Linked DNA regions of Mus musculus: all the other regions are linked to region 1. A link is a contact called in public capture Hi-C data. All regions are on one chromosome and are shown on one strand. The core of a region is the stretch at or near the end of the contact, and the rest is flanking DNA. Distances in the headings are between cores, read along the strand shown.

Evidence for each region. Capture Hi-C pulls out chosen DNA fragments and counts their contacts.
Region 2: a contact with region 1 is called in a capture Hi-C map of embryonic stem cells, with 5 times the contacts expected there. The contact joins two enhancer-like sites. A contact is called at or near these places in 1 of 115 datasets of contacts at active chromatin or transcription factors (embryonic stem cells) and 2 of 9 other capture datasets (embryonic stem cells and liver).
Region 3: a capture Hi-C map of embryonic stem cells shows a contact between it and region 1, with 2.4 times the contacts expected there. The contact joins two enhancer-like sites. A contact is called at or near these places in 1 of 484 Hi-C or Micro-C datasets (embryonic stem cells), 2 of 115 datasets of contacts at active chromatin or transcription factors (bone marrow-derived macrophages and embryonic stem cells) and 1 of 9 other capture datasets (embryonic stem cells).
Region 4: a capture Hi-C map of embryonic stem cells shows a contact between it and region 1, with 4 times the contacts expected there. The contact joins two enhancer-like sites. A contact is called at or near these places in 1 of 15 datasets of contacts at CTCF or cohesin (large pre-B cells), 2 of 115 datasets of contacts at active chromatin or transcription factors (both in embryonic stem cells) and 1 of 9 other capture datasets (embryonic stem cells).
Region 5: a contact with region 1 is called in a capture Hi-C map of embryonic stem cells, with 4 times the contacts expected there. The contact joins two enhancer-like sites. A contact is called at or near these places in 1 of 15 datasets of contacts at CTCF or cohesin (pro-B cells), 13 of 484 Hi-C or Micro-C datasets (the Ba/F3 cell line, the HPC-7 cell line, the N1E-115 cell line and 7 more), 3 of 115 datasets of contacts at active chromatin or transcription factors (T-cell acute lymphoblastic leukemia, embryonic stem cells and memory CD8 T cells) and 2 of 9 other capture datasets (adipose tissue and embryonic stem cells).
Region 6: a capture Hi-C map of embryonic stem cells shows a contact between it and region 1, with 4 times the contacts expected there. The contact joins two enhancer-like sites. A contact is called at or near these places in 1 of 39 promoter capture datasets (liver), 4 of 484 Hi-C or Micro-C datasets (Sertoli cells, embryonic stem cells, liver and 1 more), 8 of 115 datasets of contacts at active chromatin or transcription factors (the 230-238 cell line, bone marrow-derived macrophages, embryonic stem cells and 4 more) and 3 of 9 other capture datasets (adipose tissue, embryonic stem cells and liver).

What each region holds. Positions count from the first base shown.
Region 1 is chr2:70,688,413-70,692,977 of GRCm38.p6, forward strand. It overlaps Gorasp2 (golgi reassembly stacking protein 2), which reads left to right. Exons shown (of 10, transcript NM_027352.4): 8 at 1-60; 9 at 771-890; 10 at 2,246-3,313. The coding sequence ends at 2,571. Among named protein-coding and RNA genes, the nearest start is that of Gm38528, 14 kb to the right of the region's middle. Within about 2 kb of position 1,954, at least 41 of the 459 cell types and tissues checked have an H3K27ac peak or open chromatin away from gene starts, as enhancers often do. A contact at or near this core is called in embryonic stem cells, where this site is marked.
Region 2 is chr2:70,028,656-70,033,220 of GRCm38.p6, forward strand. No RefSeq gene overlaps it. Among named protein-coding and RNA genes, the nearest start is that of Myo3b, 8.2 kb to the right of the region's middle. Within about 2 kb of position 1,951, at least 2 of the 459 cell types and tissues checked have an H3K27ac peak or open chromatin away from gene starts, as enhancers often do. A contact at or near this core is called in embryonic stem cells, where this site is marked.
Region 3 is chr2:71,326,265-71,330,829 of GRCm38.p6, forward strand. All of the region lies in intron 4 of Slc25a12 (solute carrier family 25 (mitochondrial carrier, Aralar), member 12), which reads right to left. Among named protein-coding and RNA genes, the nearest start is that of Slc25a12, 39 kb to the right of the region's middle. Within about 2 kb of position 2,032, at least 73 of the 459 cell types and tissues checked have an H3K27ac peak or open chromatin away from gene starts, as enhancers often do. A contact at or near this core is called in embryonic stem cells, where this site is marked.
Region 4 is chr2:71,276,739-71,281,303 of GRCm38.p6, forward strand. It overlaps Slc25a12 (solute carrier family 25 (mitochondrial carrier, Aralar), member 12), which reads right to left. Exons shown (of 18, transcript NM_172436.4): 15 at 2,778-2,916; 16 at 1-61. Among named protein-coding and RNA genes, the nearest start is that of Dync1i2, 67 kb to the left of the region's middle. Within about 2 kb of position 2,188, at least 13 of the 459 cell types and tissues checked have an H3K27ac peak or open chromatin away from gene starts, as enhancers often do. A contact at or near this core is called in embryonic stem cells, where this site is marked.
Region 5 is chr2:71,240,793-71,245,357 of GRCm38.p6, forward strand. The region is part of intron 5 of Dync1i2 (dynein cytoplasmic 1 intermediate chain 2); the gene reads left to right. Among named protein-coding and RNA genes, the nearest start is that of Dync1i2, 31 kb to the left of the region's middle. Within about 2 kb of position 2,674, at least 8 of the 459 cell types and tissues checked have an H3K27ac peak or open chromatin away from gene starts, as enhancers often do. A contact at or near this core is called in embryonic stem cells, where this site is marked.
Region 6 is chr2:71,218,607-71,223,171 of GRCm38.p6, forward strand. Dync1i2 (dynein cytoplasmic 1 intermediate chain 2) reads left to right here. Exons shown (of 16, transcript NM_010064.4): 3 at 695-812. Among named protein-coding and RNA genes, the nearest start is that of Dync1i2, 8.9 kb to the left of the region's middle. Within about 2 kb of position 2,640, at least 11 of the 459 cell types and tissues checked have an H3K27ac peak or open chromatin away from gene starts, as enhancers often do. A contact at or near this core is called in embryonic stem cells, where this site is marked.

The DNA.
Region 1 (4,565 bases), core at 704-3,203:
CACAAGTAAACCAGTCCCTTGCTTCTATGCCACCAATGAACCCAGCTACCACATTACCAAGTAAGCAGCAGGCTAAAGACTTGTTTGATAATGGTGTTTGCTCCTGAAACTCTTTGTCTTTTAACCGTCCATTATCACTGCAGAGCTCTGTGACAGAACAAGAGTACTCTCCTTAGCAGGCCAGGAAACAGGTGCCACTTAGCCTGAGACTCCCCAACATCTCACCTTCCCACGCATGTGTGTGTAGGACTTGCTGGAGGCTCTTCTGTGGCCGCCCGGCTAAGGCGGCGCCGTAGTTATTTGTGCATTGAGATGCTCCCGTGTTAAATTGTGTGGATTCTCGGTATTTCCAGTGCAGACTAAGTCCTGTTGTCTAGCTGATATCCGTGAGATGTTACTTGAGTAATGAGTATGTGCGTTGTCAGGGCCTCCCATTACAGGGCTACAGTTGTCAGTGTGCAGATGTAGTCAGCCATGAACTGCGCATGTGCTCACACAGAACGATGGGCAGCACGGTGAGCTGTTAGTGTGTAGGTAGGCGCCTTCTCTCTGGTCCAGGGCCGTGGGAGCGTGTGTTGCTTGTGTAGCATTTGCTGCTTTCACAGCCTGATCCCTCAGACGAGGCAGAGCGCGTTCTGTGAGACTCAGTTGTCGCTCATCAGTGAACCCTGGTGTCGGAATTCTGAAGAGATCCTTTTGTCAGCGTGTGATGACCTGTCTCCTTCCCAGGGGAACGACTTACCTTGTGTTCTTTCTCGCCCTCTGCTCAGGTCTGATGCCTTTGTCAGCAGGGCTGCCTAGCCTCCCCAACCTCCCCAGCCTCTCCAACTTCAACCTCCCTGCTCCGCACATCATGCCAGGGGTCGGTTTGCCAGAGCTCGGGAGCCCGGGTATGTTGCATGCCTTACCCTCCTAAGACATTGCTAATAAAAACATGGATTCAGGAAAGCGAGGCCTCCCGTTCAGTCTTTTCCAGAAAGAGCATCTCAGCTAAACACATTTCAGCTACTTCTAATCAGTATCCATCTTTTATATGGAGAAGAAGAAAGAAGTCCATGACCCGGCCTTCTGCCTCCCTCCCTTTCTCTACACCCTGGTAGGTTTGGCCCCAGGCAGGCTACCATAGGATCAGTGGAGTTGCACTGTGCACTGAATTTGACAGTGTGGTACAGTCACCTAATAAAGATGCTTGAGTCCCCTCTCTTCACTTCCTGTTTAAGGATGCTACCCACAGGAAATGCTGGTGACTGCTCTGTGCAGTCCAGGCCTGGTATTTTTGTTTTTCTGAGATTGGAGGGGCAGGCGGAGTCTCACTGTAGCTGGCCTGGATTAACTTCCTGCCTCAGCCTCTCAAGTGCTAGGACCACAGCTCTGCACTCGGGCCAGCTAAGTGTTCTGGGGGTTGACAGATGGTTTTATAATAGTAACCCAGAGCACCAGCTGCCAGCAGGTGGCTCTCAGGTCATATGCCCAGGTGAAAAGGGAGCAGCAGTCCCCAAGCCTGCTCCTGCTGACGCTCCCTGTGACTGCCCATCATGACACTGCAGTGATCACTCCATACTGAATAGTGGTTGTCATTGTCACACTTCTGACAGGTTTGCATTTTTTACATCTTCAGTGCCAGGGCTGAAGAACAAGGGACCTAGAAAGCCCCAGCTGCACCGACCACACTCCCTGCTTCTTTTCCCTGGGGCCCATATTCTTGGTCCCTCTGTCTTTAAATGCAGCAAGCCTCTAAGGACAGGACAGCTTCTCCAGCCAGTGGTGTCCTGGACATACCCCGTACAATCCGCCTTCCCTTTGCTCTTTCCTCTCTGAAGATCTCCAGAATAACGCACCAAGAGCAGCACAGGCAGTGCGGGGCCTCCCCAGGTGCAGGGCGGCTCCCTTGAGGCAGTGCTGCTGCTCCTCCACAGCTCCTCCTCTTAGCTGACAAGAGGCGCCTTGCCTGGGCAGGATCCTCCTAGCTCACATCCAGCCAGCGCCCTTGAACGCCAGGGAGCACTGCTTCCCATGGCTCTGGAGGGAGCTGTTGTCGCATCGGCAGACTCCTGAGTGCAGGGCTGAGTACACGGAGCTTGGGCCTGGAAAGCTTTTGGCCCCAGCCTCCAGTTAGAGGTCAGCAAAGGTGGCAGTGAGCAAAGAGCTCTGCTTCGGCTGCAGGCTCTCAGGGGCAGGTAGAGGAGCTTGATGGCCGTGCTCTGGTTGCTGGGAGAATATGTGACCTCTGCTGTTTCTATCCTAGGTTTGCCACCTCTTCCCTCCTTGCCTCCCCGAAACTTACCTGGCATTGCACCTCTCCCCATGCTGTCCGACTTCCTCCCGTCATTCCCTTTGGTTCCAGAGGGCTCTTCTGCAGCCAGCGCAGGGGAGCCGCTGTCTTCCCTTCCTGCCATGGGCCCACCTTCTGACCCTGTCATGACTACTGCAAAGGCAGACGCCTCTTCCCTCACTGTGGATGTGACGTCTCCTGCTTCCAAGGTCCCCACCACTGTTGAGGACAGAGTCAGCGACTGCACCCCGGCCGTCGAGAAGCCTGTGTCTGATGCAGATGCTTCAGAGCCTTCTTAACTGGGAACCAATGTTCAGAACCGACGTGGTCTGTTTAGTTAACCACGGGGTCAGGTCTGGAATCGCAAACTACCATTGATTTCATACTAGTGTGTACCGTATCTGTAGGTGTCCTGTACATAATTCTAAGGGGAAACTACGCAAGAGGCTGAGGGCTTGCCTCCCACCACGTCGGGGGGTTACAGCCGAGGAGGGCAATCTGAGAATGTGCTTGTATTTTAAACAACCAAAAAAAGTTGTCATGGGTGGCTTGCTGCCAGGCATCTACTGCCGTTCTGGGAGGTTCATCTTTGGAAGAGAGATGGCGGGGTACCCACTGGGTTCCCTGTACCACTGCTATGCCTTGTGTAAGGAAATGAAATATTTTATGCCTAGTGCCCACATGCAACATTTCTTGTACTTTGTAAGTCGTTTGCAAGAACACAGACCACCTCACTAAACTGTACAAGGAAACAAGAATTTACTGTTGGTCTCTGTGAGTCGCATCTCTATTACGGTTTACACAAAACTCCCAGTTGCAGATGTTTTGTTCCGGTCCATGGCACACTATTAATTGAACATCTTTTTATTCTGCCTGTACACAGATCTTGTTTTGAACTCAGAATTATTCAGACACCATTTTGTAGCTGCTGCTGTTGCTTTAGATGCCTGTGGTAAGATGGCATTTAAAGAGAAAGAGAGGAGCTGCGCTCTGTAGCTACTTAACGGTATCGCGGCAATAAACTCCAGTCGCTTTACGGTCTCCTTGTGTTCTAAGTGGCGAGCGTGTACTTCATGTGTGCCTCACATCTCTCAGGTCAGCCTGTGGTGGGTGTGCTTTTCTAAGTTTCCAAGCGATGCTCCATCGAGTGGGACTGATGTCCTGGGTGACGGAAAAGCATCTGACAGCCCCCTTTGGAAGTAAGGTGGAAGCAGTTTGTTGACTGTTGACCTGGTACTAGCATAAAGATACCCACACCGCAGTGGTGGCCATTGCTGACTCTGCCAGAAACCCAGCCCCTCTCCCAGGATGCATTTATAGAGACACAGGCCTAAAGTCAGTGATGTAGAAATCTCCACAGTCCCAGCACTGGGCATCCCTGAAGCAGTCTGGCAGCTCATGAGCCAAATTGGCAAGTTCCACACTCAGTGAGAGACCTGCAAAAACAGGTGGTTTTTTCTCTCTCTCTCTCTCTCTCTCTCTCTCTCTCTCTCTCTCTCTCTCTCTCTCTCGTGAGAGTCTATGAAGCCCCAGGCTCTGGGGGAGAGAGCCTGGGGGGGTGGGGGGGTGATGGTCAGTGAACTCTACTTGAAGTGCAAAACTGAGTATTCTGTTCAGGAAATCATGAGTCTCTTAAGTGTTGGGGATTAATCCCAGGGCCATGAGCAAGCTGGGTAAATGCTTCCCCAGTGAGCTCCTTAGTTCCAGTCATTTGAGGGCAATGGTAGACCCTGTAGTGGGTTCCAGAAGCACAGATTTAAGACTGTGTCCTGGTCAGTATGCCACTCTCTTTGATAAGCCAAGAAGAAACCTTGTGGGGCCCCAATTTAAGTGCTATAGTCAACAATGGTGGAGCTATGTAACAGCCCCTGGTGGCAGGCGGGGGACACAGTCTTGTTGCTCAGGAAAGCCAGGGCAGTAATGATGTTGGATTGGGCTGGATTAACCTCAGAGATCCTTGAAGTACAGTGATTTAAACAATAAAGTTCATTTCTCCCATTTAGACAAGTTTCCAGCCAGCCAGTGGTGCTGGCAGTACACTTCAATCCTTTAGCTCCAGCACTTGGGAGGCAGAGGCAGGCTGAGTACTGTTTGTGGCCAGCCTGGTCTACAGAACGAGTACTAGGATAGCCAGAGCTACATAGAGAGATCCTGTCTGCTCCATCTGCATGTGTGTCCACCCACAAGGTCATGGCATGGTCTCAGATGACAGGTGGAAACCCAGCCACTATTAGCCAGAAGACAGGCGTTCTTACCCTTTTGAGATCATGGTAGAGAAGTTTGCAACACCATC
Region 2 (4,565 bases), core at 701-3,200, 660 kb before region 1:
CTTACATGCCTGCACTTTTCAAATGAGAGACAGGGAGTAGAGGTGGGGAGGAACTAGGAGGAGTAGAGGGAGCGAAAACTAAAACCAGGATATATTATTGTATGAGACAATGATCTATTTTCTTTTTTTTTTTTCATTTTTTATTAGGTATTTAGCTCATTTACATTTCCAATGCTATACCAAAAGTCCCCCATACCCACCCACCCCCACTCCCCTACCCACCCACTCCCCCTTTTTGGCCCTGGCGTTCCCCTGTACTGGGGCATACAAAGTTTGCGTGTCCAATGGGCCTCTCTTTCCAGTGATGGCCGATTAGGCCATCTCTATTTTCAATAAAAGGAAATAATGACAAAAAAAAAAAAAAAAGAAAAGAAAAGAAAAGACAGGACAAGAGGGCCTATTTTTATTGCTGGAATAAGAGAAAGCCCAAATTTATATTAAAGGAACATACAGTATCCCAGGAAATCAGGCCTTTAGCAGCCATCTTACTGCTACTGCTGGGAAGAGACACTGTGACCAAGGTAACTTAGAAAAGAAAGTATTTAACTGGGGGCTCGCTTATAGTTTCAGAGAGAGTCCATGACCATCACTGTGGGAGCATGGTGATAGGCAGGCATGGCACAGGAGCAGTAGCCACGAATTTACATCCTTATCCACATGTAGGAGGCAGAGAAAAGACTGATTGGGAATAGCATAGACTTTTGAAACCTCAAAGCCCACCCCCAGTGATATGCATCCTACACCACCACCATCTCTTGTTCTTCCTAAACTCCTCCATCACTTGGAAGCCAAGCATTCAAAAACATGAGCCCCTGGGGACCATTCTCACCCAAACCACCACAACAGTTAACTTAAACATTATTCTTGAAAAATTGTCTGACTATAAAGTTTTCAGGGCCCACAGACCATGAAGATCTTCGGCTTTTCACAGCATAAAAAGCCAGACAAGCTAGGCATGGTGGCTCACGCCTTTAATCCCAGTACTCAGAAGGCAGAGGCAGGCAGATTTCTGAGTTCGAGCCAGCCTGCTCTACAAAGTGAGTTCCAGGACAGCTAGGGCTATACAGAGAAACCCTGTCTCGAAAAACCAAAACCAACCAACCAAACAAACAAACAAAAAACCCAAAAAAACAGAAACGTGTACCGCGATAGACCCCTGTGGTTGACACTTACACAACTTGATAACTAGAGTCATCAGAAATACTGTGTTGGGCATCTTACATCTTTTGACTACCACAGGTCACCCCAACATATGTAATGGCCACAGAGGCCAAGATCCAGAGAAATCTTACCTTTCACAAATGCAGATGTGCCAAAAATCAAACCCAGAGCTTTCGGCAAGCTAGGTTAGTACCCTGTTGTGGATGGCCCTGGTGTTGTCTGGAAAGAGGAAAGTCACATACCTAATGAATAAAGGAATCAACCACTGGATGAGTAGGCGGGACTTCTGGGTTGGACAGAGGAAGAGAGGAAGCTGGAGAGAGATAGGGGCTTTTTTGGATGGGGATAACGAGAGGACAAGATGTAGCTACTAAAGTTTCCTGTTTCAATGGCGGATCTGCCAGGATTTGCCACCGGAGGATTTAGATTTAATATGGCTTACAAGATTAAGATTCTAGTTGTTGTGCCCAGTGATTGAGTTATCGTTGATTCTGAATTAAGTTTGTGTAGTGTTTTCCTTCATGCAGCGGTTTGACTGGGTTTCAGAGAGAAAGGTATGGGTGGCAAAGTGTGGGTTTGCCTGATGTTCACCACAAAGGCCATGGGAGTTTTGAAGCATGGAGCTGGCGTGGTAGCGACCTGCGCCAGTAGGAACTTTGTGAGCTGGGTGGAGAGATTTTGGAGCTTCGAGTAAGAGAGTCTCCACGAGATAGCCATTGCCCGCCAGTGCATGGCCTGCCAGCCCACTGGGGCAGAGAATAGCTGGGTATATCGTGAGAACTGGTGGCACACGCCTTTAACCCCAGTGGTGTCCCTATACGGAGCTACTCTCTGCCTGCGGTTCCACCACCTCTAGGTTAGCTTCTGTGTGAAGGTCTTCCCAACTTCGGTTCACCTGCCTCAGAGCTGCCTGCATCTTCTCAGCCATTCACTCACTGTCGTTGGCGGTCCCAAATTACAGTAACCCAGTAAATCAAAACTCTAGAAGCTTAAAATTAATGTCAGACTTATATATCAATAAATTCTCAATTCACAAGATGCCCATACAATAATTTCAGAGCCAATTGACAATAATACAAGCTGCCCACCTAGATTAGACAAGTTATCCCAATTATTCTATCCCTATATGATATTATGTCTACCTGTGGCTATTTAAAGTCACTTGGAATCTGAATCGTCCGGTTCATCCTCCATTTTCCTCCTCCTTTTCCTGTGTCGCTTCCTGTCTCTGGACCTTTTAGCCCTGCCTTCCTCTTCCCTGTCCAATCACAGGCTTCTTTTTGTATTAATATTTAAATTAATTGTACAGGAAAAATTCCACTACAGAACCCTACCAGTGAGCTAGCATCCCCAGACAGGGTCAACATTTTTACATGCACACACAATGGTAAGGTACTTTTATGTATTCAATTTTGAGGGGAAAAAAAACATGAATTAGAACTCTCTAAAAGTCTTTATATAATCTTCGTCTCCAGTATGCTAACGATTCAAAGATGAAAAACAACAGTTATTTTATTAAAATTAGTAAAATATTAAAATAAAGTAAAATAAAAATAATTAAAAATGTAAAATAAAATTAAAATATAAACATAAAATTTTTACTAAAATGATGACAACCCACTGTGAAGGGAGGCACAAGAAGGAATTATTTGACAGATGAGAACAGCACACAATAGGGACAGCTACAGGGAAACCTTGCACAGGGAAACCTTGAGTGCAGGCCAACTTCCACAGCCAGCAGCTGTATTTTGAAGTCTTCTTTTAGATCACTGCCCTCCTCTAAAAATGCACTCCTTTTCTTTGAGGAGCTGCTTCTTTAAAAGTTCTTTTGATTTGATATAGGCTCTGTTGTTGGGGGAGGGTGTGGAACCCCATCCCACGTGCTCACGTGTAGGTTTGGAGCCAACAGTACAGATACCAGAGCAGCACCCATTTGCCTGAAAGTCCTTTTGCCTGACAATGCACAGAAATATTCTGAGCCAGTCTGTAACTTCACTGGCTGTTCCAGGCACATGCTGCTTGGATTCATTAAGAGGCCCTAGGATTCTGCTGGAAGGAGTCCAGGGGTCGACAAATGATTCATTTATCAATGGAAATTTTCATCATTCATGTGTCCCATGTCACTCTGCTTCTCTGATGTTGCCATTTGGGAAAGCAGCAGTTGAGGCTGGAGGGGTTGGGCTTCCAGAAGTTCCACATTTAGGATTTGGGGACCTTCAGGTTTTAGGGAGCTTGCCCTTTCAGGATTTTGGAGTTCATTGTTGGGTCTTGGGATTGTGACACTAGTGTGTTACACCAGTCCCACTTCCATCTGGGTGAGGAGATGTACTCCAGAGACACTTTCTATGCATTCTCTGGGGGTGTTCCCTCACTACTCGTCGTAAGAGGGAAAGGAGAAAGCAAGTGTGCACTGAGAATGCTACATGTCTGTCAAAAGTCATGTGGGAAATATGGAGGGCAGGGGGAGTCCCCAAAACACACTGGGTGAGAGAATAAAATGCATAAAATCGACAATAGAAACCAGCTATAGACACTTAAAATTTGTGTACAAAAAAAAAAAGACTACATAAATTAGAGAAATAGGTTCATATCCAAGGGTAATCGTGAGGATATTCTCTAAGTACCAATATTGACAGACAAAGCGAATGGGGGTTTGTAGGCTTATATTTTTCAAAACCTTCCTTAATAAGTGTACTTAAATGCTTTAACTTCTCTTCTAGCCCACCACACCAGAGGTAGTAGAAAGGAAAGGTTAATAGGGCAAAGGAGGATGTAAACCTGTTTAGAAAGAGTTCTTTGGATGAATCCAATCTATACTGTCAGGATATCAGCAGCTCAGTGCACACAAATCAGCAGTGGTAGCAGAATCCATTCTCAAACACCATTCACGAATCAGCAATGGCAGGTAGATCCAGAAGAAACCATGAGGCTCGGCCAATCGGCCTGGGTCCACAGAAGCAGCAAGAAGCTGCCAGAACACCACCAGAAGTCTTTATTTTATTTTATTTTATTTATTTTATTTTTGAGTTTTCCAGACAGGGTTTTTCTGTGTAGACCTGGCTGTCCTGGAACTCACTGTAGACCAGGCTGGCCTCAAACTCAGAAATCCGCCTGCCTCTGCCTCCCAAGTGCTGGGATTAAAGGCGTGTGCTACCACGCCCAGCGAGAAGTCTTTTTGTATGTTTCTCTCTATAGAGTCATGACAAATGATGACCAACAAAGAGTAGCAAGGCAAAACAATACCATACAGTGTCGACCACTGTCTGTTGGGTTATATTTATACCCTTTCCAAATATCACGTGATCTCTCAAGTATTTGCTCTAGGAAAACATCACATGGCCTTTTCCCAGGCTGTTTCCAGAAAAGCACCACCTGTCTGTTCTCAGGAAAACATCCTCCCATGT
Region 3 (4,565 bases), core at 782-3,281, 640 kb after region 1:
CTTTTATATGTTTTGAAAATATTAGATTCTGGGCTGGAGAGATGGCTCAGTGGTTAAGAGCACTGACTGCTCTTCCAGAGGTCCTGAGTTCAATTCCCAGCAACCACATGGTGGCTCACAACCATCTGTAATGGGATCCGATGCCCTCTTCTGGTGGGTCTGAAGACAGTGACGGTGTACTCATATATAATAAATAAATAAATCTTTTTAAAAAAGAAAGAAACTATCAGAATCTTAAGTGCAAAACAGCCTCAAAGACTCAGAACCCTTCAAACAAACAAAATTCAATGGCTTCAACTTTTTTTTCTGACATTACCAAAAGGATATTTACTAAATTGTATTTGTTTATTTGTTTATTTATCTGTGTATTTATTTGTGGTATTGGGTATTGAACCTAGGGCCTTGAGCATGCTAGGTAAGCTTCCTGCTACTGCTGTCTGCTTTATGCTACCTGTAGCACTGCCCCCCCCCCCCCCACCTTCTTTTTTGAGACAGGGTCTGGGTTGCCTAGGCTGGGCCTGAACTTACTTTGAAGCCCAAGAAGGCTTCGAATTTACAATCCTCCTGCCTCAGCTGCCAAGTACCTGAGATTATAGGCTGACACTATCCGGCCTAGCATAATTTTGTTTGGCTTGGTTTTGTTATTTGAAATAGGGCCTCATACTGTCTGTCACCCAGTATGGCCTTGAACTCTTGGCAATCCTCCTCCTTCACAGCCTCATGGCCGGGATTACAGGCATGAGCTACCATACTAGGCTCACAAACTAGACTTATAATGCATATTTGAAAACAATCCTTATAGATAAAAACACCTCATTAAAGTGGGCTAACAATCAACCCTATGCCCCGCCAATGCTAAGCAAGCACTCCATCACGGAGCTGAACGAGCCCTGTAATAAAAACTTAAATGGGAAGTTCTTTCTTACTAACTTCCTAGCTGTCTCAGAACTTAGACGCTGTTCGAGCCATTAAGATAATGATCTAAATTAGTCATAGCAGGCTCTCAAATACAGAAGTAGCATTTTTCTCAAATTGTACTCGGACATTTTCTACTTCTCCCCAAATGTTCCCCCTGACAGCTCTGTGTATGGTTTCATGGTGACGTCATCCCCGTTGAGTAACCACTCCATCACACTTTCAGTCCTTTTTTTTTTTTTTGTAACACCCCAGGCTCAACTAAAGTGACTAGGGCTAATAAGACTGTGAACCTATCCAGCACCTCGTGAAATGTCATCTCCAATCTGTCCCTATTCTATTACTGTCGCCTGAAGCTGGCTCAGGAATGTCACAGAGACGATTTAGTGAACTACTGGAGACTTAATTTATAGTAGCCACTATTCTGCCCCTGGGATGTGTTAACAAAAACCAACGATGTAAAAGTCCTAGAACCAAGAAGCGTATTCCTGCACGAGGCAATGGCTCCATCAGCTGCTGCCCTTATCTTCCTGAGTCTTGCATGACCTGAGAGGGGAGACCACCATGAACCCTGAGCATCCCTGATCCATCTCTCTGTGTATCAAGTTTCCCACCCCAAGAAAATCCCATCTTCCAGTGGCACACAAGGATCTTTAGCCCTAAACAGCACTCTGTATTAGTACTATTTCTGAGGCCACAGTTCTGGCCCGGCGTGACTAGCACATCTTGGCAGCAAGATCATGACCCAGGAGGCTACACTAGGTTGGCACTACTGGAAGAAACAGGAAGTCCATTCATGTTTCTGACAGAGGAAAAACAATAGACCATTTTTTCACTTCCTGCAGAGAACATGGGCTTAGGGAAAAATGAGCTTTATAATTCCTTTGAAGGGGGAATTGGGGCCAGATAACAAAAGTAGCTTGCCATTATGTTCTCTTTGCTCAAAAGGAGAGGAGCGCGTGATTTGTCTGGAGAGCAGGTAAAGGTGAGAATGTGATAACGTAAAAATGCTTCCCCCCCCCCCCGAAAAAAAAAAAGTCTATTAGTCAGTTTAGCTGTACCAGTCACTTATGAAGACTGGACTAGGTGAAATACACATTGAAGCATATTATGTAAATATGTCTTAACAGAGGTTTCTGATTCCCCGGCAACCCCCACTGTGTCTCCCCATCTCATGCCCCCCCTTATCCCTCCCCTGGTTCTTAGGGACGCTTCCTGCAAGGTCTTCAGCACCTTTCTGCAGTACAAAATTACCTCTGACCGGGGCTGGCACTCTTCTCCAAGCCTGCCACCGTGCCCGCTCCGTGACTGAGCCTTGAAGGAGCTGCTGTACCAACGCTGTGGCCAGAGAACTCCTCCTGTAGGTATACAAGCCATCAGCCCCGTGACACAGCCCGCCTACCATCAGCCCAGCTTGACATCTGACTTCAAGGATTCCAGCAGGAGCCGCTGCTTCCAACTTAAAGGCTTGAGACGGAGCAGTCTTTATTGCCAAGGGAATTTTTTTTTTTCCTCAAACAGCTTGGTTTCACCTGCATAGTTCTTAGGGTGAAGTCAAGAATGGCCCTTTGGATACCTGGGGTAAGTGGTGACTATCCTTACAGTGTACAACGGAAAAGACAGGACAGTGACACGTGTGGATGTGCTTTTCAGTGCAGGAGAAATTGGGAGGAAAGAGGAGGAACAACTAGGAGCCCAGAAAAGAAAACAAACAGCAACAATGTAACAACAGAAAAGATCAACACCGGGAAGTGGTGGAGGAAGTCCCGACCAACCGGCCTCAGCATGCAGACTCCCTCAGCTTCCGCCTCTACTTCCCCTCTACTTCCAGGAAGGAATTAGTATCCTAGGTGAACTCCCCAGGCACTCTGTAGGGGAAGTGTTAACCCTTTACCTACCTCCAGAAGGGATTACTGTGTGATCAGTCAAATAGAGGAGTCCTGCTGCCAAATATACATAAAGGTTCATTTCTCAGGAAAGATGAGTTCATAGTTAAAGAACATCACAGAAGCTACAAGCCCTAACAGTCTACTATCACGTGGCATAACACCCTGCCAATACTCCCCTTTAATGTCAAACTCTAAGCTACTTTAGTAGCCTTGTGTATTTTATTCAAAATGGTCCTTTATGATGCCGGAAAGCAATACAAAGCATCTTAAATTTTCTTCCTGATTTAATCAAATACCCGTGTGCCTCTATTGCACACCAAATGATCATAGTCTATGGCCACTAGACTCTCACACTATCCACGTCTATAGTTATTCTCCACAGAGAAAAGGCACATGTACTACCATGTCCTGACACTTGGAATAACAACTGTTGTTATGGCTTCCCCTTAGAAGGGAGTCCACTTAAAAGGCAAGTGCAGAATACATTTTTTACTTGCTGTACCCTGTACAACCTGGACAACACAGTACTGTATCAAAGGCATTCCTGATTTAGAAGGCTTGTGCAGTATGGGTGTGTCCTTGGGAAAGCTCAGGGGGACCAGTTTCCGGTCCTAGGAAATCCATTGGAGTGCAATGTGCACAAGAGTTTAATAGAAATTCTAGAGCAGATAGCATGTTTTATATATGTTTATTAGTAAACAAGTAAGAGTTTCTTCTGATTATGTTCATTGATTTTAGAATCCAATCTGTGTTAGAGCAATAAATACCTTCTTTAAAAGTTTTTAAGATCAATGCAAGGCAACATATGACAGCAGGATGCAGTATTACCACTTGACAGGGATCAGGTTACCGCTACCTAATTCTACCCAGCAGGATACCAGGACACTAGTGGGTAACAGTGAGACACGGCACATGGACACTGTATCCAGCACATGCAACGGGCTCCACAAGGCTCAGGCCATCTGGCAGTAACAGAGATACAAGCCATTAAGTAATTACCCACAGCATGCATTAAAAGTTTATTAAAGATTATCAAAGAAAAAATATTAACTAAATCTTTATTTATTTATTTATTTATTTATTTATTTAAAAACGAAAGAAAAAAAAAAACAGAACTCCAGAATCCTTTCCTGAGCTTTCATTCTGAAATGTAAGTCCTCTCTGCAGAATGGAGGCCTGTCTGACAACAGCAACAAAAACGCCTTGTCTGGCACCCAAATCAAGGTTTGATGCTGTTATGTATATAAATATAAATAGTTGCTATGATGCTACAGCTTAAATATACAGCTTGATGTGCATAAAAAGCACATCTAAAACAAAAGGATGCAAAAAGAATGAACAAACACATAGATAACACCAACACTGTTGTCAAGAGTCCAAAGACCACAGCAACAGCAACGTGTGACTGGCCTGCACTCCGTTGCAGTTTGCATCCAATATGGCTCCTTACTTTCCCTCGTGTGCACAGAGAAAACTGTACCTTAAACAGCTCCAACTAGGAAATGCAAGGCCATTGGGTGCAAAGGGTTTAACTCTAGTTAAAGTGAATACCAAATTTCTTTTCCCTAAACATGTGTCTCAAAATATATAAGAATGATTCATTTTATTAAACGGATACAAACTGACCTTCATCACAGACCCACAAATCCTATAAAAAATACACTTCAAGTTGATTATTTCTTTACACAGAAAAGCTGGAGACTTGGGATAATCTTATTACATGGCATTGGCTGAACACAACAATTTTGATGCTTGTTTTCT
Region 4 (4,565 bases), core at 938-3,437, 590 kb after region 1:
GCCACTTGCAGTCTTGTCTTGATGACATCAGCAGGGGTCACCAGAGAAGCAGCAGGTACGCCTTTGAGGAGAAAGCCACATTTAATCCTCCTAAGGACTTCATACATCCAATAAGAAAGTCCACAACTGTAACCCAAGGGGTACTCAGAGCTCCTTACACAGATACGGAGGCGCATGTGGAAAGAAGTGTCAGCAAGCCTGCCGGTTGGCTGCTGGTTTCAGTAGAATTGGGGTGGAAAGGTTTTGTTTTTCTTTCTGAATTAAGGAAATGTCTCTAATGTCCCATCCCAGAGAACAATGAGAGAGAGAAGCACTGCTAGAGGTAGGTAGGAATCGCCACGTTCCCTTCCCGGCCTTAACAACCTTTAGGCTTTTCATCTTTAAATAGGATGCAAGTATTTTCTCCTGTGACATCTGTTTAATGCACCACAGATTGCATGTGGCATCAAAGCATCGTGCGTGGTCTTGGTTGATCCTTGCCAACCACACTGTGGGGTGAGTGAGGGTCAAAAGCATCAAGCACTTGCCAGTCTGAGGTGCTAAGGGAGAGGCTGCAAGCCTCCTTTCAGACCTGCTCATGTGACAGTCAGTGTGGCAGTCATTACAACCTCAGTGAGAGCCGGCCAGGCATCCAGTTAAAGAGCAGCAGAGGAACCGATCATTCAGAGGCCACCCTTCCCCAACACACACATGCCACAGCTCCCTGGGGTCACCTGAGATGCTGCAGCAGCAGCAGGACACGGAAGATGGATTTCTCAAGCATAGGTTTTGTTCATAAAACAAAACAGACCTTGAGAGAGCAGCATGACCTTCCCCAGGGGGAAGGAATTCAATTTGGCCCAAATCTCACTGTCTCACCATCGCTAGGCAGATGGAGCTTGTGGCTCTGAGGGGCTCTGAGGGGCTCCATGAGAGAATGATGCCAGTATGTCCCTTGGATCAGCCCAGCACCCTGCTCAGAGGGAAGCAGGTGAGCTGCATGCCTCCTGGGACAGGTCTTCAAATGCTCTCAGTACCTGCTAGCGAAGCATGCCTGGTAATAATTAGAAAAACTCGCCTCTTTCTGAAAATAGGTCCAATGTCTATAAGCTGGTGTGACTTGGTAACTGTTTATGTGGTTCTGTTTGTTGCCCACTGGAAGCCTGGCCGTTATCCCCTTCCTAACAGTCTAATGAGGACAAGAAAGGAGCTGGGGAGGGTGGCGAGGCGGGGGGGGGGGGGGGGACTTGGTGCCAGGTTAAACCGGCATCACTGGCTGTTTTCATTCAACCAAGCTCACAAATGACGGAGGCCAAGGCATTTGCAGGACCCCAGACAAGGGCTCAAAGCCCTGTTTTCTTGTTTTTCTTTGTTGGTTTGTTTGCTTGTTTGTTTTTAAGTTGTCCTCTGTTGTCATAAACAAGAACAGTGTATTCATCTCAACACTGCCAGGACCCAGGGCTCCTAACACACCATACTTAGGACAAGTAGTAGAAGATAACTCAGTAATTAAGAGCCAAGCAGTGGGGTTGGAGAGATGCCTCAGTGGTTAAGAGCACTGGCTGCTCTTTCAGAGGACCCAAGTTTGATTCCTAGAATCCTCATGGCTTGCAACCATCTATAACTCCAGCCCCAGGGTATCTGATACCCAATTTTGGCCTCATTCAGCAACGGGTATGCACATGGTGTACATACATACATACATGCAGGCAAACATGAACATAAAAGTAAATAAATCTTTTGGTTTTTTGTGTTGTGAGACAAGGTAGCCCTGGCTGTCCTGGAACTAATCACTATATAGACCCGGCTGACCTCAAACTCACAGAGTTCTGCCTGTCTCTGCCTCCCACATGTAAATAAATCTAAAATAAACCCCAAGCAGGGACCAGAGTCTAGTCCTAGTCCTGAGTCTGTGAGTTTTGTGTGGGTTCGTTACTAGCTGTGAGGAAGCCTAATGAACCGTTTCCTTCTGCTGTCACTCCTCTGTGCTGCTGAATGTAAGGATGCCTGGTTGCTCCCTGTTGTTCCAAGTCAGTTCCCTGGTAACTCAGGAGTAAGGAAGGACAGGGACACACACGCATTCAACCCCTTTCACCCCAGCTACTGCTGAGTCAGTTCTTCCTGCCAGGCTGCTCCCCCTGGTAGACTCTCCTGGGCCTAATCTGGTGTCTTTTGCCTGAGCCTCTACTCCTATGTTGGCCGCACAGGGAAGGCAGGAAGGACGTAATGCAAGCCCCACCCTCCAGAAGCACTGAGCCTATCGCAGAGGGGGTAAGCAACTTAAGCATCCATTAACCAAACTGAACGCTGAGAAAGGAGTTGAGGGCTTCAGGGTGCTGCTTTGGTCTAACCTGTGGTGGCAAGAAGCGAGAGTTTCGTGAAGCTCAGCTTCTGAGCCAGAGTGGGAACGCACTACCCTACAGGACAATCCTAAGGGCAGGCAGAGACTGCTTATCAGCACTGGCCCAACAGAGCAGATCTAGCAAAGGACTTCTCCACCTTAGTTGGCTGTACCCAAGGTTTTAGGAGCCCAGGAGGCTAAGACACATGCTAATGATGGAAGCCCAATTTAGATGGGCAGATCTAATTTGGCTCCAAGTTGCTAAGCTGCATTAAGTTGTTTATCCACATTATGCAAATGTAATTAACGCTCATCAGAATCAGATCCCCACAAAGGAGAAAAGGCGGTTATATCCAGCTAAGTCGGATCCCAACAATAACTTCCAGAAATAAAGCTCCAAGTCAGAGGTTTGGTGCGTCTTGGCAGAATTCTTTTGGTTAAGAAGATCTGTGGTTACCTGCCAAGGCTCCCGCTGTCAGGAGATTGATGCCTCCCACGCGTCCGTTCTCATCAGCCAGGAGGAGTTTGCAGTGAGCGTACACGGGAAAATAGATTGCGGAGAAGGGAATGTCTCGGAGGAAACAGGCTTTGGCACCCTGTCACGCGGTGAGGAAACAGTGCAAAACAGAGTGTAAATATGGGAAGCGGGCAGGCATCAGTGACAGGCTCAGATGTCCTTCAAACAGCATTAGAAGTGATGTGAGGGGAATTGGGGTGGGATGGGGTAGGCAGAGCAAACATGTGGGGCAGGAAGCTTTCTAAAGGAAAATGGACATCCATCCAGGCTAACCCCGGGTGGCTGCAGCATTCTAACAACAAAGAACTTTCTAGCATTTCTAGAAATGCTATATTTAGGGTCTTAAAACTTAATGTGGCAGGGCTGGAGAGAGGAGCTGGGTTCAATCCCCAGCACCCACATGGTAGCTCACAACTATTTGTTAACTCCAGTTCCAAGGGGATTTGACACCCTCACACAGGCAGACATGCAGGCAAAACACCAATGCCCATAAAATAATGATAAATGGGATGGCAAGATGGCTCAGCGGTAAGAGCACTGAGGTCCTGAGTTCAAATCCCAGCAACCACATGGTGGCTCACAACCACCGTAATGAGATCTGATGCCCTCTTCTGGTGCATCTAAAGTCAGCTACAGTGTACTTATGTATAATAATAAATAAATCTTTGGGCTGGAGTGAGCAGGGACTGAGTGATCAGAGTTGGCGAGAGTGAGCAGGGTTGACTGGAGCAAGCAAAGGTCCTAAAAATTCAATTCCCAGCAACCACATGAAGGTTCACAACCATCTGTACAGCTACAGTGTGCTCACATACATTAAATAAATAAATAAATAAATAAATAAATAAATAAATAAATTTTTTAAAAAAAGACAAATAATTTAATAATTAACTTGTTTTCTGTTGTAATCACACATGAGATCTATCCTCTTAAGTGTTTTCAAGCAAAATACAACATTAACTCAGGATGCTCTACTGCCGGTCTCTGCAACTTGTCAATATGTAATTGGAACTTTCTGAATGTTAAGCAAGGCAGCATTTAGGATTCATAAGGGCTCTCGGATGTCCCAGGTTTGCATGACCTGCTCAGCTTTGCCGGGCGTGGGGGCAGGGAGCTTGAGTGGGGATCGGAGTGGCAGGGGAAACAGGGGAGGCATTCGATCAGATCCCAGTATAAATGACTTGATTCCCAAACCCCCCAAAACTAACAAATTACCAAGTCAACCTCAATCACGAGTTCCAAGCCTCGAGAGTTCCACGCCAGGCAGAAAGCCAGAGGCAATGGAGAAGGGAAACTGTTCTTGGGAAGGCAGAGAAAAAACCCAACCGTGTTCCCTGCTCATTCCATGCATGTTCCATTCAACACAGCCTGTCCTGGCCCTGGGGAGGGCCAGGAAGACCTTCCATACCATTGCCATCGACCCCTGTCGGCCCAGGTCTGAAGCTTTACCTCATCAGACACATGCTATACCCAAGCACTGGGTTCCTATAGCTCTGTTTTTATTACAACAACAAAAACACCGAAGGACTCTTAACAGGGTAATACAGATAGAACCAATATTTACAAATTCTGCTCTCCAAGGGAATCTCAACGGATGGCAGGGAGGGTGGGCGGGAGGAGCGAGCAGAGGCATTTGGTAAAGACAGACTCGGCTGGCAGCCGGGCTCTGGAGCGCCCTGTGGCTTACAGCTCTAATCTAGACATTCCTAATTTCTAATTTGCAGTTACAGA
Region 5 (4,565 bases), core at 1,424-3,923, 550 kb after region 1:
TTTATTTAAAATAGGAAGAAATCCTAAAGGCTCTTTAACCTAACTAGCTTGTTTACATCTTTGGTTCTGGGAAGTTAGCTGATGACCTAAGTTTGCAGTGGGAGAAACCAGGGTTATAAAGTGGTTATAGTGGCAGAGTAGCCTGCCGCTTGGTTCTTAACCCTTCCTCCATTCCACTCTGTATGTGGAGAGATTTCTGATCTATCACTTATTGGTCTAATGAACCAGATATTAATGTTGATTAGCATTACAATGTACAAAAGATTGATATATGTAAACAACTTGGATTCTTTTGTTGAGTAATGTTACTATCTTGAATTCATACTTCGCACTTGTAGACCAAGTTTGTGGGCCTTCTAGTAAATAATATAGGATAGCTTTATCTAAAATGAAGTGTGGTTTTTGTTTTGTTTGTTTTTGTTTTCTAGACAGGGTTTCCCTATGTAGCCTAGGCTGTCCTGAAACTCAATCTTGTAGACCAGGCTGGCTCGAACTGAGAGCTCCACCTACCTCCACCTCTTGAGTGCTGAGATCAAAGGTGTCCTCGACCTGGCTCTAAAATGAAGTTTTAAAAGGCTCCAAAATAGTCCATTTAACGAATTAGTTTCAGCCTTTAATATGTGAGAATGTAAGTAGAAGTAAACATTATGTTATTTGTTCTTAATTTTGAACTCTAAAAGGTTTAAATCAGAATAAAACTATGCCCCCTCAAAAATGTAATATTTAATAAGATTATAGATAACTAGATTATTAATGATATCAATACAGCCAAAATAAAATCCAGTTTTTCTATTTAAAGACAGATGTGCTGAGGTGTCTGGAGAGATTGGTGGTTAAAAGCTGGTTGCTTTTCCCCACTCCAGCTATCACGTGAGCACAGCTGTCCATAACTCCAGCCCCAGCAGGTGCCAACACTCTCTTCTGGCCTCTGCAGGTACTGCACATATGTGGTGAACAGACATACATGCACATAAAATAAAGATTAAAAATAAGACTATGGGGGCTGGAAAGGTAGCTCAGTGGTTAAGAGCACTGACTGCTCTTCCATAGGTCTTGAGTTCAAATTCCAGCAACCACATGGTGGCTCACAACCACCCGTAATGAGATTATAGTGTACTTATTTATAATAATAAATAAATCTTTAAAAAAAAAACCAAGACTATGTTGAGACAAATCCCATGCAAAAATAGATGGCATATGCTTTCTACTTTATCCTTTTCTTATCTCCCAAACATTATATCCAAATTCAAAATACTCAGGATTAAAATGTCAGCTCTGTTTCCCTTGATGAAAATACAAATCATTAAGCAAATACAAGTGATTCTATTCAAGAAGGGGGAAAAAAAACAGAACTAAGAAAAAGAATGAATCTTATGGATATACTGCTACAACTTTGTTCCTTTGGAAACTGTCTTAAATATCCATTTGATTTGAAGGTATAAGAAGATAGATTTAGGGCTGGAGAGATGACTTAGCAGTTAAGAATACTATCTGCTCTTCCAGAGGTCTTGAGTTCAATTCCCTGCAACCACGTGTTGGCTCACAACCATCTGTAATGGGATCTGATGCCCTCTTCTGGCACTCAGGTATATGTGCACATAGAGCACTCATAAAATAAATAATCTTTAAAAAAAAAAGCAGCAGAAGAAAATAGATTCACAGGGGGTGGGCAAGATGGCTCAGTGGGTAATGACACTTTTGCTGCCAACCCTGATGACTGGCTTTGATCTCCAAGACCCACATTGCGAACTTACCTCCGTAAGTTATTCTCTGACATTCACATGTCCACGTGACACACATGGGCCCAGGCATGTGCCTACACACATACATACACATATTAGATAGGTAGGTAGATGGATGGATTAGATAGGTAGGTGGATGGATGGATGGATGGACAGACAGATAGATTTTTAAGGTTATTTAAAAAATATTAGGGGAAAGTCATTCCTGTCTGGTCTGGACTTTTAAACTAATGATTGGGAAATTCCCACTGCTAATAAATGTTTATAGGGATACTTATAAATTGAATAATTTTTATGAGCCACAAATGCCCTGGTTTAAGTTAGGAATTCATCATGAGATATTAAATCATCTTAAAAGGGTTCATACCAATATAAGAAGACTAGCAATGAACTGTTACCAGCATTAATATTTCCCGAATAGCAATGCACTCAAGATGGGATCTATTAACTGTATGCTGGAAATTATAAGGGATTTATAAGTGACAGTGTTTGTTTATTATGGACTTTCTAAGATCTTGCATATTACTGTTTAAACACAGATATTGTAGAATTAGTCAAAAGTGTACTTTATGGCTTCTTAAACGCACCTTAAGTATGAATGGCATGTAAATAAGAGAACCCGTTCAGAAGCCATCTTCCTTCAGGTGGGCAGAAGCCACCCATTTCACAGATGATTTAACCGATTAACCCACCGCTTTGCTGATTGTTCTAGCAACTGGAATTTCACTCCTTGCTGTTGTCTGTAGTGCAGCTTAATTTACACAACAGTTTTCTTTTATTCTCACCAAAATGCATCACAATTTGGGTGTTAACTCAAAGTAAAAATCCAGGGGTTCATTAGATTTAGTTCACATGCATTTCACAAGAGATGGGCGTTCTAAAGCCGCTGCCACTTCTCTGTGCTCTTTCCTGCTCAGCTGAAACCTCAGCTTCCCCCTCAAGGCAAGCACGGAGTTAATCACTTAGCACGGAGCAATGAATATTCATCAGTAAAGTGATGTGGCTGGCAGTCTTCCTGATCCCTTACCTTCTTCCAGTTTTAAGTATGTTATAGCTTACCATGTAACAGGGAGTGTCGGAGGCAAGCTTTACAACTGTGGTGTTGAAATCTGGGGCTTCATTAGTGGTCCTATGATAGCATGGTTGTAAAAATACTTATTAAGAAGGGCATATTGACTCAGAGAAACAATCTTGTACTTGACATACATATATGTGTGCATGTGTGTAGTAAATAACCTATTATACATGTATGTGTATAGATACACACACATAGTAGGTAATTACTGAAAATATCCTTTATAGTGAAAATAGTCTATTTTTGTAGAGTTTTTTTAGAGCAGCCTAATGTTTGCTTTTATATTCTTGGATAATTACTTAAATGGCCTTTCTGAAACTTGGTTTAAGTATTAATTACAGTTTTTAAGTCCATGGTTAATCATTATAGAAAAGGATATCAGTTTATTGATTCTAAAATGGAATTCTAAGGGTTGTGTTTAAGGAATTGCTGTTAACCATCCACCTGTGTTGGCAAATGTTGTGTAGCAAACATACACAGATCAGCGGCTAACACACTATCCACATTAATGTTTCAGAAGGAAAGAATGTCTGTATGAAATCTTTCCTGTTAAATATGCACATTATGCAGTCACTTAGCACTAAAATATGCTGACTATATATATACATATATATATATATATATACATACATATATATATGCATTACAACAGGAGTTTGACCCCCATCTTTGGGAATGGTAAGTAGGAGTGGGGTAGTACAGCCAAGTAGAGGGAGGAGACAATATGGGCTGGAGTCTGTCATTTATAAGTCACCATGCTCGAGAAGGACTTGTGCTGGATCTAGGGAGACTTTATATCCTTAGTTTTAGAATTTACATACAGTGAACCTGGTAGTTAATAGAATTAGGAAAGCTGATGGTATTAGCAAAAGCTGAGGTATGTTTTTTTCTCATACTAAATGTAAAAAGAAAAGAAAGGAGAAAGAAACCCACAGTGGTATGAGAGCAACACTCATGTTAAGTTATTCTAGAACTCAGCTTATAAATAAATGTAATTAAATTATTTCATTTCGGTATCCCTGAAGATTTTTCTCTGGCAGAGTTGCATCCTAATGTTGGAACAGTACAAGATAGAGTCACCATCAGACACACTGTTTTCAGATTAATAATCCTTTGTGTATGAGAATTCATCTAAGAAGGAGTAGTGTCTTTCTGTTTCTCTATGTGATTATTTTGCCCCAAAAAAGCTTTCATTTTTTTAAGTAGCACAAAAGCTGTAATTGGCATGCTTTGTAAGGAAGTGTCAGTGTGCAAGAGAGTGGCGATCACTAAGAATTCTTTTACGTGTTCTTTCCCCTTTGCGCCACCGCCTCCTCAGCAGGGTCACTGAGATCACTAGCTTTTCTTGAAATGGCCATTTTCACTGGCAGGTGCATTATACCCTGTATTTTCAGATTGTTTTTCCATTCTGAATGTTTGGCAGGTTGATTGCTCTGGCTGCATTGACGGAGAAAGGGCTGACAAATGCGGTTGGGCTGGCTGAAAAGACAGTGATTACTGTTTTCCTTTGTGGCTGATTGAGGCCCTTGAAAGGAAAAATTTTAACCTTCACCATTTGGTTCAAAAGTATGAGCATATATTGAAATCACTCGTGCCATTTATCCCAGTTCTGTAAACTTGTCAGACGTAAAAATCGCTCAATTTCAAGTAATGTAGGATTGGCATACGTCATTATCATTCTGATTAAGTTGGAGGTTGTATCATTGTGTGCGTTATACAGTGTCATTTAAAGCTTTCTCTGCACAGGT
Region 6 (4,565 bases), core at 1,390-3,889, 530 kb after region 1:
GGGTTGGGGACTCCTGTGGTTCCTGTCCATACTCACCAGATTCATATGATAGAGAATTGGAAGTTGACTGCTTTTTAAAGATGTTTGCTTTTTTAAAGTTATATATGCATTTTAAGACGGACTCTTGCTATGTAGGCTTGGCTAACTTGGGATTTGCCCTGTATACCAGGCTGTCCTTGACTCAGGAAGTCCTCTGCCCACTAACCTCTGGGATTATAGGCAAGATCTATTATTCCTGGCCTTTTTGATAATATTTTTGTGAAGACCCCTTGAATATATATAAACATGGATGCAGTAAGAATGATTTATAAAAAGAACTGTAATATTAAAAACAAAGTTCATCCTAACAGTTAATTGCATAGGCTGCTCTTCCACAGGACCAGTTTTGATTCCCAGCACCCACATGGCATGGCAGGCAGTTCACAATGCTGGCAGCTCCAGGCTGGGGATCCAGCTTCCTCTTTTAGCCTCCATGGGTACCAGGCAAGCATGTGGTGTACACACATACATGCAAGCAAAACACTATACACATAAGTGAAATAAAAATAAAACTTTAAAAATAAGATATATATGTATATATACATTATGTATGTATGTATATATATATATATATATGTATATATATATATATATATATATATGTAGAAGTGTTTCATATCATACTTTAACTTGAGGTTTTGACTTAAAATTTTAGACTGATCAGAAGAAGGAAGCTGCTGTTTCTGTACAAGAAGAGTCTGATCTTGAAAAAAAAAGAAGAGAAGCTGAGGCATTGCTTCAAAGCATGGGACTAACTACGGACTCCCCTATTGGTAAGGACCTAACTGTATCTTTTCATGGGAAACAGGCATATATTCTGTTGAGCTCAGACATATCCAAGCTCAGTGCATTGGTTTGATATCTTTTGCATATTTTATTTGTCTCAAAAGCATTACCATTTGCTTGAAACTCCTTTTTTCCCCCCAGATATATCAGTACAGAGTTATTTTATTTGTTTGGGAAATCAAGATTAATACCTACTAACACATACCAAGCTACCAATTTAATTTTCTTACTTAAATAAATAACTTACTATGCACCACACTATGCTAAACTTAAAGATGAGTATTTCCTAACCTAATTCTATATTCCTTTTTGTAGGCCAGGAAAAGGTGTACTAAGACAAAATCCTCAAAACAAAGGAGAAGGAGAGAAATGTATAGCATTCTCGCAGTTCCAGAAAGCACATAATTTCACCTGGTCTTGGTCTTTTTCCTGTGTTATTCATCTTGATAGTTATATTAGACCAATATGCTGCATAGAAGAGATACTGAGATCTAGTTACATACTTGAAAGCATTTCATGCTTATTTAAATAATATAGTTCTGTGTTAGGTGCTGCTACAGAGAATGTGTTTTAGTGTGGCATTTTATCCTTTGGGGACCTGACCTTTCAAGGTTATTTTTGAGCTAATATCTTTGTGTGTGTGTTTGTGTGTGATGGCATATTGGTGTGTGTCCAGGTAGGTGCCACGCATGAAGAAGCCAGAAGACAACTTTGAGTGATATTCTTTGGGTGCTACCTTCCTTCCTGACTTAGGGCTCTCAGAGTAGACTAGGCTGCTACCCAGTGAATGTAAGGGTCCACCAGTCTCCATCTCCTTGGCTGGGATTACACATGTGCACCACCATAGCTGGTTCTGGGGCTAGAACTCAGGTCCTCATAACTTGTGCAGTGAGCACTTTCTGAGCAGAGCTGTCTCCTTAGCAATGTTTCATCTTGTTGAGGTTTTTTGTTTTGGGTTTTGAATTTGGCTGTTGAGACAGGGTTTTCTGCCCAGTCTGACCTTGAAATCATAATCCTCTTGCCTTGGCCTTCTGAGTGCTGGGATTATAGGTGTGTACCATTGTACCTAGGGTGCAGGCTAATTTTATCTATCCTAGGGGATGTACACCAGAGGCAGTAACTACAATGTGCCTTAGTGTAAACTGATCATTATTTCTAAAAGGTTTTGAGATGAAAAGGCTAGTTTTTCTCAACATCTGCTTCATTGTTACACCTTCCTGCTCATAGTTTTTCTTTATTGCTAGAATTTGAAGACTGTAGCCCATTAATTTTTATGTCTTTAATAATCCTGTGCTATATATTTTGATTTTAAAAACAAATTAACTCGATTACTTTTCTTATTATCCTAGTAACTGAAGCACATCACTTGTCAGTTGTACAGGTCTGGAGAGGGTCTTGTTTTCTTATTTTCTGTGCCATTGGGGTGTGGATTTCTTCTATGAATCTTCCCCCCCCCCTCCAGTCCCACCCTGACTTCCATTGCACTAATTTACTTGCTCATATGTCTTAATTCCTAGCCCACTTCTGCTGTTTCTTGAAAGATCATTCTTTAGTGAGAGGGCCTGCCCTCTTCCTCCATTTCTATTTCTTCTCCTACAGGAGAATTTGTAATATTTAGTTTTACAGCTTTTAAAGAAAAATCTTACTCAACCAACTCATTAATTCAAAAAGTATTGAGTATTTTGATAAGCCAGGCTGGGGGATGGGCTTCTGAGTATAGACAAGTGCCCTGCAGAGTTCCTGTAGGGAGCTGGATTATCATGGTGATGTCAGAGTGAGACTGAGCTTTAGATCTGGTGCTCAGGAAGAGCTTTGAAAGAACAGGAAGATCAGAAGCAGCCCAGCATGCTAAGGCTGAGAGTGGGGGCAGTCCAGGTGGAGGGAACAGTGAGGGTAAAGCTAGCCTTGGCTGGGCTCCTGTGGTTGCAGTGTAAAAAGCCAGAGAGAGGCAAAGAGCAGAAGTGGGTAGAGGCCGGTGATACAAGATCTTGGGCAGGACAGAAAACAACAAAACAACAACAGCAACAAAAAACCTTTATTAGTCTTTAAAGAGGCAGACAAAACAAAAACAGTCTTTCCCAAGATAACCATTATTAGCTTAGGAAAGTAGATGCACTTCCCTTTACAGAAACTTAGGCTATAGAATCTAAACATAAGGCTATATCTAGCATAAGTCAAGGAACTTCATTCATATTCAGGTCTTTCTCCAGGAACCAGTGTTGTATTATTTCCATTTAGCAGAATCTGATCTAATTTGGTAGTCCTTTCTTCTGCTATAGCTTCAAACCGAGTTGTCTTCAGTGTCATAGTGACAAAGCCTTCAGATCCTGGAAGTATACAACAATTCCATTTCACTCCACCTACGGGAATTCCTGATCCACATTCATTGCATTGTCCACAAGCTTCAGTGGCAGGAGCTGCAAAGAAATAGTGATAGCTTCGGCACCATAACTGTTCTGAGTCTGGAAGGGTTGCTTAAGGATTTCAAGCAAAGGCTTTCTTTTTCTTTTTTCTTTTTTTTTTTTTCTTTTTTTTTTGAGACAGGGTTTCTCTGTATAGCCCTGGCTGTTCTGGAACTCACTTTGTAGACCAGGCCGGCCTCGAACTCAGAAATCCACCTGCCTCAGCCTCCCGAGTGCTGGGATTAAAGGGGTGTGCCACCATGCCCAGCTAAAGGCTTTCTTACTCCTCTTTGGGGCTGGGTGGGATGGTGGCAGACAGGTGGCTACAGGAAAACCTTGGGACGTCAGTTCTTTCCTTCTCCCTACATGGGGACAGAAGTCGGCCCTCCAGGCTTGCACAGCGCTCATCCTTCCTCACCAAGCTCTCTCCCTAGTCCTTCTGTAGGCCATTGTTGTTCCAGTGTAAACTGGAGAGAAAAGGGGAGACAATGAAAGGAAAAACTATTGCTAGTCTTCAAACCATTAGTTTGGTTTTTTTGCTGAAGTAAACTGACAGTGTAAATAGCTATGCTTTTTTTTTCTTTCTAATGAAAATGTATTTCATGAATATGAGTGGTTACTGAAAGATTTTAACTTTTTTTTTGGTTTTTTCCAGACAGGGTTTCTCTGTATAGCCCTGGCTGTCCTGGAACTCACTCTGTAGACCAGGCTGGCCTCGAACTCAGAAATCTGCCCACCTCTGCTTCCCAAGTGCTGGGATTAAAGGCGTGCGCCACCACTGCCCAGCTTAACTTTTTTTAATATTTATTTTTCTTTTACATGTGTGAGTGTTTTACCCGCTTCTATGTATGTGCACCAGGTGCAGCCTGCTCTCTGTAGAGGTCAGAAAAGGGAGTCAGCCACCATGTTGGTGCTGGGAACCAATCTGGGATCTTCTGAGGCCTAGTTAGAGATAGTATTGCTGTGATAAAGGAAACACCATGACAAAAGCAGTTTGGGAAGGAAAGGGTTTATTAAAGCCTTATGTTTCACAGCACTGTTCAGTTGAAGGAACTCAAAGAGGGCAGGGACCTGGAGACAGGAGCTGTTGCATATGCCATGGAGGGGTGCTGCTCACTAGCTTGCTCCCAAAGCTTGCTCAGCCTGTTTTGTAGCACCAGGACCACCAGCCCACAGGGAGCCGCACCCATAATGGGATGGGCCCTTCTTCATGAATCACTAATGAAGAAAATGCTGTGCAGACCTACCTGCCTACACCTATCTACCCCGATCTTATAGAGACATTTTCTCAATTGAGGCTTCCTCCTTTCAGAGGATTCTAGCTTCAATCAAGTTGAC